Regions from separate parts of the Pan troglodytes genome. Here all the other regions are linked to region 3. The links are chromatin contacts, called in public HiChIP or PLAC-seq maps. All regions are on one chromosome and are shown on one strand. Each heading gives the region's core, a stretch centred on a gene start, on an enhancer-like site or on the middle of the called end of the contact. The rest is flanking DNA. Distances are from core to core; before and after follow the strand shown. Region 1 holds the start of SLC46A1 (solute carrier family 46 member 1). Region 2 holds the start of SARM1 (sterile alpha and TIR motif containing 1). Region 3 holds the start of UNC119 (unc-119 lipid binding chaperone).

Region 1 (3,069 bases), core at 149-2,648, 140 kb after region 3:
GTTGGAATTTTTTATCAATTAGTGGGATTCTTTGACTATTTTTCCTCTCCCACCATTCTAGAAACTAACGGGCCTGGTGAGGGCTTTGTCTATTTCCTTTCCTGTTGTGGTCCTGGAGTCCCCCAGCACAGTGCCTGGCACGTAAGGGGCACTCAGTAAATGAGCTGAATGAATGAAAGATAGGGGAGTAAGGCAGGTAATGCTGTTCCTTTTTACAGGCAATAAAACAGAGGCCCAGACAGGGTCTGACCTCCTCAGCAGCAGAGCAGGTGACTGCCTTCTGGCCTAATTCCTATAATGGGAGCCACCCAGGAGCATAGGTTCACACCCAAGGACCTCCCAGGCCCTCCCCCATCTTCTCTAAGGGAACTGCAGAGCCAGGCCCTGCCTGAACCCAGAAACAAGACTAGTTTCCCAGGAAAAGATCCTAGGGCAGGAGTGGAGCAAGTGACATCTTGTTTTTTATTTTATTTTTATTTTATATTTTTTGAGACAGGGTCTTGCTCTGTCACCCAGGCTGGAGTGCAGTGGTGCGATCTCAGCCCACTGCAACCTCTGCCTCCTGGGCTTAATTGATCCTCCCACCTCAGCCACCCGAGTACCTGGGACTACAGGTATCTGCTACTACGCCTGGCTAATTTTTGTGTATTTTTTGTAGAGACAGGGTTTTACCGTGTTGCCCAGATTGGTCTCGAACTCCTGGGTTCAAGCGATCCATGCGCCTCAGCCTCCCAAAGTGCTGGGATTACAGGTGTGAGCCACCACTCGCAGACGTGACAGCCTGTTAATAGCAATAATAGCACTTTGAATATACCAGACACTGCTTTTCCACAACTTTTTGAGACATGTTTTGTTAGCAACTCCATTTTACAGATGAAAAAACAGAGGCTCAGGGTGGTAAGTGGCATGCCGAAGGTAGTGGCAGAGCCTAGGTGTTCCAACCCAGGCAGCTGGGCTCAGCCCACTCCGATCCTCTCCAGCTGCCTCTCTGTTAACAGCGCAGAACATCAGCAGCATCAGGAGTCATGTGCTCTTCCAGCTCTGCCTTGAGTACCCGATGACCTCGTTTCCTCAGCGGTAGATAGCGATGGTTAATATTGGCTAGCCTGTAGAGTTAGCGGGAGACCAACGCACAAAAAGGGTTTAATACCGTGCCCAGCACATAGTAAGTGGTCAATACATGTTAATTGTTGATATTCTTGTTATCTGTGGTGTGTCTGGGCCGGGAGGGAGGGCTGCAGGGCGGTGTCTACGCACACTTTACGGGTGAGGTCATCCCGCGGGCTAGGGGTGCCGGGCCCCTCGCTGGCCCACGCCCAGCCAGGTGCACCCGCGGCGAGAGTCCGGTGGCCTCAGGTCACAGGCCCCTCCCCGCCGGACATTTAAGGAGGGACGCCGGGCGCAGGCGCAGACAGCGCAAGCCCCACGCCACGCGTCGCTGGTCCCAGGCAGCGAGTCGCTCGCGCGCCCCGCCGCCCGCCTGGCGACAGCTCCGCCGCGCACGCACATGGAGGGGAGCGCGAGCCCCCCGGAAAAGCCCCGCGCCCGCCCTGCGGCTGCCGTGCTGTGCCGGGGCCCGGTAGAGCCGCTGGTCTTCCTGGCCAACTTTGCCTTGGTCCTGCAGGGCCCGCTCACCACGCAGTATCTGTGGCACCGCTTCAGCGCCGACCTCGGCTACAATGGCACCCGCCAAAGGGGGGGCTGCAGCAACCGCAGCGCGGACCCCACCATGCAGGTAGCGGGGCGGCGAGGAGCCTGGCAGGTGGAGGGCCCTGGGCTGGAGCGTGGGGGCAGCGGAGGGGCGGGGCCTGCGTAATGGTAGTGGCGGGTAACTGGAGGGAGGGTGCATTTTGGATGGTGGGCGGGACCAGAGCAAAGGGGCCTGACCGAGAACCTCAGCGGGTGGGATGCGAAAAGCTGAGCTAAAGTCTGGCCTTGCAGGTTAACAAAAGCGGGGGAAAGGAAAGGGAATGGGGCCTTGGTCCATGTCCTTCCCCCTCTCCACTGGCAGATTTTGAAAGCTGTGCTAAGATTCTCTGAGGTTTAGGGCTCCAAAGGAAGTCCTCATCCCTGTAGCTCCCGGGATGGCGAGGATTTGGGGATTGTGGAACCCAGAGTGAGGAACCGCACCCTGGTCATTGTGCCCCTACAGGAAGTGGAGACCCTTACCTCCCACTGGACCCTCTACATGAACGTGGGCGGCTTCCTGGTGGGGCTCTTCTCGTCCACCCTGCTGGGAGCTTGGAGCGACAGTGTGGGCCGCCGCCCCCTGCTAGTGCTGGCCTCGCTGGGCCTGCTGCTCCAGGCCCTAGTGTCCGTTTTTGTGGTGCAGCTGCAGCTCCACGTCGGCTACTTCGTGCTGGGTCGCATCCTTTGTGCCCTCCTCGGCGACTTCGGTGGCCTTCTGGCTGCTAGCTTTGCGTCCGTGGCAGATGTCAGCTCCAGCCGCAGCCGCACCTTCCGGATGGCCCTGCTGGAAGCCAGCATCGGGGTGGCTGGGATGCTGGCAAGCCTCCTCGGGGGCCACTGGCTCCGGGCCCAGGGTTATGCCAACCCCTTCTGGCTGGCCTTGGCCTTGCTGATAGCCATGACTCTCTATGCAGCTTTCTGCTTTGGTGAGACCTTAAAGGAGCCAAAGTCCACCCGGCTCTTCACGTTCCGTCACCACCGATCCATTGTCCAGCTCTATGTGGCTCCCGCCCCAGAGAAGTCCAGGAAACATTTAGCCCTCTACTCACTGGCCATCTTCGTGGTGATCACTGTGCACTTTGGGGCCCAGGACATCTTAACCCTTTATGAACTAAGCACACCCCTCTGCTGGGACTCCAAACTAATCGGCTATGGTTCTGCAGCTCAGCATCTCCCCTACCTCACCAGCCTGCTGGCCCTGAAGCTCCTGCAGTACTGCCTGGCCGATGCCTGGGTAGCTGAGATCGGCCTGGCCTTCAACATCCTGGGGATGGTGGTCTTTGCCTTTGCCACTATCACGCCTCTCATGTTCACAGGTAAAGTGTGTGGGCTCAGGGACAGCTTGTCCCAGAGGCACTGGGTAAGAACTGGGGGCCGGCC
Region 2 (2,709 bases), core at 133-2,632, 180 kb after region 3:
AACTCCATTCCTCACCCCACTAGCCCTGGGAGCAAATCTTAGTTCACTGTGACCCACTGAGCAAGTCACTAAACTTTCCCAAGCCTCAGTTTCCTTATCTGTGAAACAGACAGGCTGACCCCTAACAGAGATGTAGTGCAGGCAGTCAGAGAGGTGAGGGAGGCAAAGGCACGGCGCAAGGCACACGGGAACGCAGGCGCTTAACTGTCCACACCACGCGGCGCTCTCCCAACCCCGGCCTGGCGCGCTCACCGGTTCTCAGCCACCAGGATCTGCTCCAGCAGGCGCGCGGCCTGCACACGCGTCTCCAACTCCGGCGCCTGCAGCAGCCGCAACAGCAGGTCGAGGCCGCCATCGAGGCGGATGGCGTCGCACAGACCCTGGGCTACCTCGCGGCCCACGGCCGGCAGCAGCCAGGCCTCCTCCACCAGTTGGAAGACCTCGGCCAGGCCGGCGCCCACGGCCCGCGCGCCGCCCGCCTGCTTCAGCGCGGACAAGGCCTGCTGCAGCTCCGGCAGCGCGCGCTCCAGGGCGTCCTGCACCTCGGTGCCTGCCCCCGGCGACACTTCGCGGGGCCCGCGGCCACCCGCAGCCCACCATGGGCCCGTGCCACCGCCCCCATCTGGCCCAGGCACCGCCAGCCGCTCGGCGCCCGGCCGTGGGCCCGACATGGCGAAGAAGCGACACAGCTTGTAGGCGGAGAGGAGCAGCGTCAGGACCATGGGCGCGGGGCCGCGGGGGACATCCCCGGCCTGGAGGCGGGGCCACGCGGAGAGACCCGGGTTTTGGGAAAAGAGGGACCCGAGAGGGGTCGGGGAAAGAAGATGGAGGGGGAGGAATGGAGAGAAGGGTACCAGGCAAGGGTGCCGGTCAGAAGTTTGGGGGAGGAGTGTCGGCAGGATCGGGGGAGCGGTTGGCAAAGGTGATGCAGGCCCAGATGCAGGGAGTGGGCGAAAGGAGAGAGCGAGCAGGCGAGGGATGGCTCCGGACGCCGGAGGGTAGAGGAGGCGGCGGCTGGAACAAAGCGTGGCCTGGGCACGGGCTCTGCTGAGCTGGGAGATGCTCGGCAGCAGCCACGCCCCGGAGCAGCAGCGGTCCCCGGGCCGACGCCCCGCCTCTGGGTCCCGCGGGGCTCCTCCAGCCTCCTGCGCAGCCCCACCCCCAAGCCGTCCCCAGCCACGCCCACGCCCCTGGCCAGCCTTCCCTAGCCCCTCGGTCAGTCGCAGCCGCCACCCCCTACGCTGGACTTGGAGAAAGGGGGTGGAGAATAAGAGGACGCTCTCCGTTCTCCGCCCCGCCTCCCCGCCCCACGTGACATCGGTACGTGGGAGCAACACCGCTGGATGCCCCCTCCCTACTAAGTGGTTAAAACAATCATCATAACTCTTAAGGCCCTTTTATGGCTGTTTCTCAGCGAAACCTCACAACATGCCTATGGGGTGGGAATTGATGTTCCATTCCACAGCTGACTCCACTGAAGCCCATGAGGAAGAAATTGGCCCAAATCACAGTCCCCTCTGATTACAGAACAGAAAAAGTCAGCTAAAATCTCAGGATCACTTTTTTCAGGTGATGGGAGGATTTCAGAAGTTCTGTGGACACCTGAAATTGGGCACAAAATCAGGTGTTTCATGCCAGTGGGCATTTTCCAGGTAGAGGGATCATATTTCTCTTGAGAGTCTAAAAGTGTGTTGAACAAGCCCACTCTTTACAGATGGGGAGACTGAGGCTGGGGACAGGGAGTGGCTCAGAAAAGACTCAGAAATTAAATCCAGTCCAGTGGGTTGATATTTACCCAAATTTCCAGCCTGGGGAGATTGATGCACCCAAGAGAAGAACCCAGAAATGAAACTTTGTTCTTTTATGCTAAAAAATAAAATTCCCCGGAGTGCTTACAATCTCTCCTCCCACTCCCTTTTTCCTGCCCTAAATAAATAATGGCGAATGAGCACCCAGCCAGGGATGTGTCTGATCAAACAATCATGGATCAATATCTATGTTTGGAGAAGGAATTTGTGGCTGCTCCAGCTACTGGGCATTTTGTCTGTTCCAGTTCATGTAATCTCCCAACACCCCATGAAGCAAGGCTTTGTTAATCCTATTTTACTGAAAATGAACTAAGACTCAGAGAGATAAAGCTGTTGCCCAATGAGCCTTCTTTCTGCCCTCCAGACCCACGGTGCTAATTCCCCTTCTGATGACCTAATGATTCTGAGCTTGGCAAAGGTCTTATCTCCCAGCTCTCCCAGGCCCAGTGTTCCAGGAATGTGACCTTTGCTGCAGCAGCCGCTGGAGGGGGCAGAGGGGATGGGCTGGAGGTTGAGCAAACAGAGCAGCAGAAAAGGCAGTTCCTCTTCTCCAGTGCCCTCCTTCCCTGTCTCTGCCTCTCCCTCCCTTCCTCAGGCATCAGAGCAGAGACTTCAGGGAGACCAGAGCCCAGCTTGCCAGGCACTGAGCTAGAAGCCCTGCCATGGCACCCCTGAGACCCCTTCTCATACTGGCCCTGCTGGCATGGGTTGCTCTGGCTGACCAAGGTACAGGGGAGTGTTGGTGGCCATCTGGGTCAGTGTAGGGAGGGCGAGGGTGGTCTGGGCTTGGTGGCACCGACTGACACTCCTTCCTCATAGAGTCATGCAAGGGCCGCTGCACTGAGGGCTTCAACGCGGACAAGAAGTGCCAGTGTGACGAGCTCTGCTCTTACTACCAGAG
Region 3 (2,845 bases), core at 89-2,588:
GCTGCCTATCTCCCTCTGTGGCAAGGACTGTTTGTTCTTTTGCCCCATTTCTCAACATAGCACACTTGTGCACTGAGAGGAGGGAGCATTATGGGAAAGTCCCTCCCTTCCACACCTCTCTCTAGTCCCTGTGGGACAGCCCTAGCCCCTGCTGTCATGAAGGGGCCAGGCATTGGTCACCTGTGGGACCTTCTCCCTCACTCCCCTCCCTCCTAGTTGGCTTTGTCTGTCAGGTACAGTCTGGCGGGAGTCCAGGAGGCAGCAGCTCAGGACATGGTGTTTTTTGTGTGTGTGTGTGTGTGTGTGTGTGTGTGTGTGTGTGTGTGTGTGTGAGAGAGGTTCCAGAAAGTTCCAGATTTGGAATCAAACAGTCCTGAATTCAAATCCTTGTTTTTGCACTTATTGTCTGGAGAGCTTTGGATAAGGTATTGAATCTCTCTGAGCCTCAGTTTTTCATTTGTTCAAATGGCACTGATGATGTCTCCCTTACAAGATGGTTGTGAGGATTAAATGTGATCAGCATGTAAAGTGTCTGGCGTATAGTAGGCTCTTAATAAATACTGACTGAATATGAATTGGAATGATACAAAGTCTGAGCTCTACTCTTTCTGCATTCACGCGTAATAAGTAAGTTTCCTGGTGTTTGTCCTCCTGTGCCCACAGGTCCACTTTGCTTCCACGTGGCCATGTGCCCTTCCTAGCTGGATTGCCCAAGGCTGTTAGCATCTGCTTTTTACCTGAGATACTAATTCATCAGGTCAAAAAAAAAAAAAAAAAAAAAAAAAAAAAAGTCTTGAGCACCAGCTGCAGGGAGCCTTCTGCTAGGTACAGGGGTCCTACAGAGAACAAAGTAGGCAGGACCAGTGCTTTCACAGAGCTGAGCTTTCAGGGGGAAGAGTCAGCGGACAAATAAAAATAATTTCACATAATGCATTAGAAAGACAAAAACAGGCTGGTCAGATAGTGACTGAGGGGGAAGGACTTCAGACTGGGTGTGAGGGAGGCCCTTTGAGCAGATGACATTTGAGCTGTAACTAGGAGAAAAGAGGCCATCTGGGGAAGACCATCCAAGCAGAGACCCTGAGCCTGGAACTCACGGGCAGAAAGGCTGGAACACCATGAGTAAGCGGAGAGGTAGTCAGGACCCCACTAGTACCAGTACAAGAAAGTGTTAGAAAAACAGAATGAAGCCCAGGGCAGGATACCCCGACTCCCATCCCCTGCGTCCGCCGCATTTCGGGAGGGTTGGGCCGGGCGGCGGGCGGGATCAGCGCAGGGCCCACCCCAGGGGCGGGGCCGGGGCGGGGCAGTACCTGGGGCCCCGGCCGGGGGCGGGGCTGCGGATGCTCCCCCTTCCCCCGGCTCCAGCCGGCGCAGGCAGCGGCGGCAGCAGCAGGCGAGCCGCGGCCCCGCAAGGCCATGAAGGTGAAGAAGGGCGGCGGTGGGGCCGGGACGGGGACGGAGCCCGCTCCGGGGCCCTCGGGCCCGAGCGTGGCCCCCATACCACAGCCGCCTGCGGAATCCGAATCTGGGTCCGAGTCGGAGCCGGACGCAGGCCCAGGGCCCAGGCCGGGGCCGCTGCAGAGGAAGCAGCCGATCGGGCCGGAGGACGTGCTGGGGCTGCAGCGGATCACCGGTGGTGAGCACCCGCTAGGGAGCGCCGCCCGCGGGTGGGAAGGGGAGAGGGTGCGAGGGGCCCTCCCGGCGCGCCAAGCCCTGGCCCCCGCCCCCTTTCCCGCCTCCCCTCCCCCACCGAGTCCCCTCTCCTGTGTCCCCTGCTCTCCCTTCTGCCGCCAGGTCTGAGATCTCTGTGTACCCCCTTCCCTTGATCTCTCTCTGTGCCTCCTTCTTCTCCCTTTCGAGATTTATTCCTTCCTTTTCCAGGGGCCCGTCCCCTTTTCCCAGCGTGGAGGTACGTGCGGCAGCAGCTGCAACCATAGCCCTGTAGCTGTGGAGTCTCCAGAGCGCTTTGAGGCCCGTCCCTGCACTAATGAGGAGAGGGGCTGAGTGCAGCCTGTCCTCAGCCCCCACGCTGGAGGCTAGGTGGAGGCTGAGTTACTTGGGAGGCATTCAGACTCTTCATGTCTCCCCAACCATTAATACCCTCACCCTGATCCTCCAGGAAGACTTGGGCCATTTTCTTCCCCGGGAAAGAAACTGAGCAGGCAGCTTTAGTGTGTTGGCTGTGGTTCCTCTCATGGGGAGTGGCATAATGTCCCTCCAAGCCTGGACTAGCACCTGTCCTCTTCTGGAGGCTCTGTCATCAAGGGAGGCTTGGTCTCCACTGTGGTTAAGAGTTTCTGAGCTGGACTGCCTGGGTTGGAGTTCCAACTCTGCCATATAATTGTCTGTGTGACCTTGGGCAAGTAACCTCACCTCTCTGAGCATGTCTTTTCATCTGTAAAATGGGGATAATGATACCTATCTCGTAAGATTATTGTGAAGATAAGTCCTCTGATTCTGTACAGTGCTTGGCATCTATGCATGCTGTGTACATTGGGCTCTTTGATCAGTAGTATTTTTGGGCCCTACAGGGCTGCTCATAGCTGCTGCCTGGAGTCAAACAACTTGGCTTTCAGGGCAGGGGAGGGGGTCATCATAGGCAGGGAACGAGGGCTAGGAAACCTCATAGCAGAGGCTTTGGATGAGCCTCAAAGGATGAAAGGTGCATGGAGAGACAGTGGCTCTCCCCCTTGGCCACATTCACCAGCAACCTGCCCTGGCCCCCTTTGTGAGAATAACTGTTGGGGGGGCCTCTCTGTGGGTATGGGGGGCATGTATTGGAGTGGACCTGAGCCCTAGAGCTTCCAAAGCAGCAGAACACCGGACTCCTAGACAGAGCTGT

The links. HiChIP or PLAC-seq counts read pairs in DNA pulled down with a chosen protein or histone mark.
Region 1: an H3K4me3 HiChIP or PLAC-seq map of stem cell-derived excitatory neurons shows a contact between it and region 3, with 3 times the contacts expected there. The contact joins the promoter of SLC46A1 here to the promoter of UNC119 in region 3. A contact is called at or near these places in 1 of 7 Hi-C or Micro-C datasets (stem cell-derived neural progenitor cells) and 1 of 1 datasets of contacts at active chromatin or transcription factors (stem cell-derived excitatory neurons).
Region 2: an H3K4me3 HiChIP or PLAC-seq map of stem cell-derived excitatory neurons shows a contact between it and region 3, with 3 times the contacts expected there. The contact joins the promoter of SARM1 here to the promoter of UNC119 in region 3. A contact is called at or near these places in 1 of 7 Hi-C or Micro-C datasets (stem cell-derived neural progenitor cells) and 1 of 1 datasets of contacts at active chromatin or transcription factors (stem cell-derived excitatory neurons).

The regions. Positions count from the first base shown.
Region 1 is chr19:39,176,707-39,179,775 of NHGRI_mPanTro3-v2.0_pri, forward strand. SLC46A1 (solute carrier family 46 member 1) reads left to right here and starts at 1,399. Exons shown (of 5, transcript XM_016932193.4): 1 at 1,399-1,735; 2 at 2,153-3,005. The coding sequence starts at 1,508. It overlaps LOC129137668 (a long non-coding RNA gene), which reads right to left and starts at 2,258. Exons shown (of 4, transcript XR_010152926.1): 1 at 2,170-2,258; 2 at 673-781.
Region 2 is chr19:39,211,912-39,214,620 of NHGRI_mPanTro3-v2.0_pri, forward strand. It overlaps SARM1 (sterile alpha and TIR motif containing 1), which reads right to left and starts at 1,383. Exons shown (of 9, transcript XM_003315537.7): 1 at 253-1,383. The coding sequence starts at 722. VTN (vitronectin) reads left to right here and starts at 2,301. Exons shown (of 8, transcript XM_001146856.6): 1 at 2,301-2,534; 2 at 2,628-2,709. The coding sequence starts at 2,471.
Region 3 is chr19:39,031,796-39,034,640 of NHGRI_mPanTro3-v2.0_pri, forward strand. It overlaps UNC119 (unc-119 lipid binding chaperone), which reads left to right and starts at 1,339. Exons shown (of 5, transcript XM_001145903.8): 1 at 1,339-1,639. The coding sequence starts at 1,420. It overlaps PIGS (phosphatidylinositol glycan anchor biosynthesis class S), which reads left to right. Exons shown (of 12, transcript XM_511797.7): 12 at 1-590.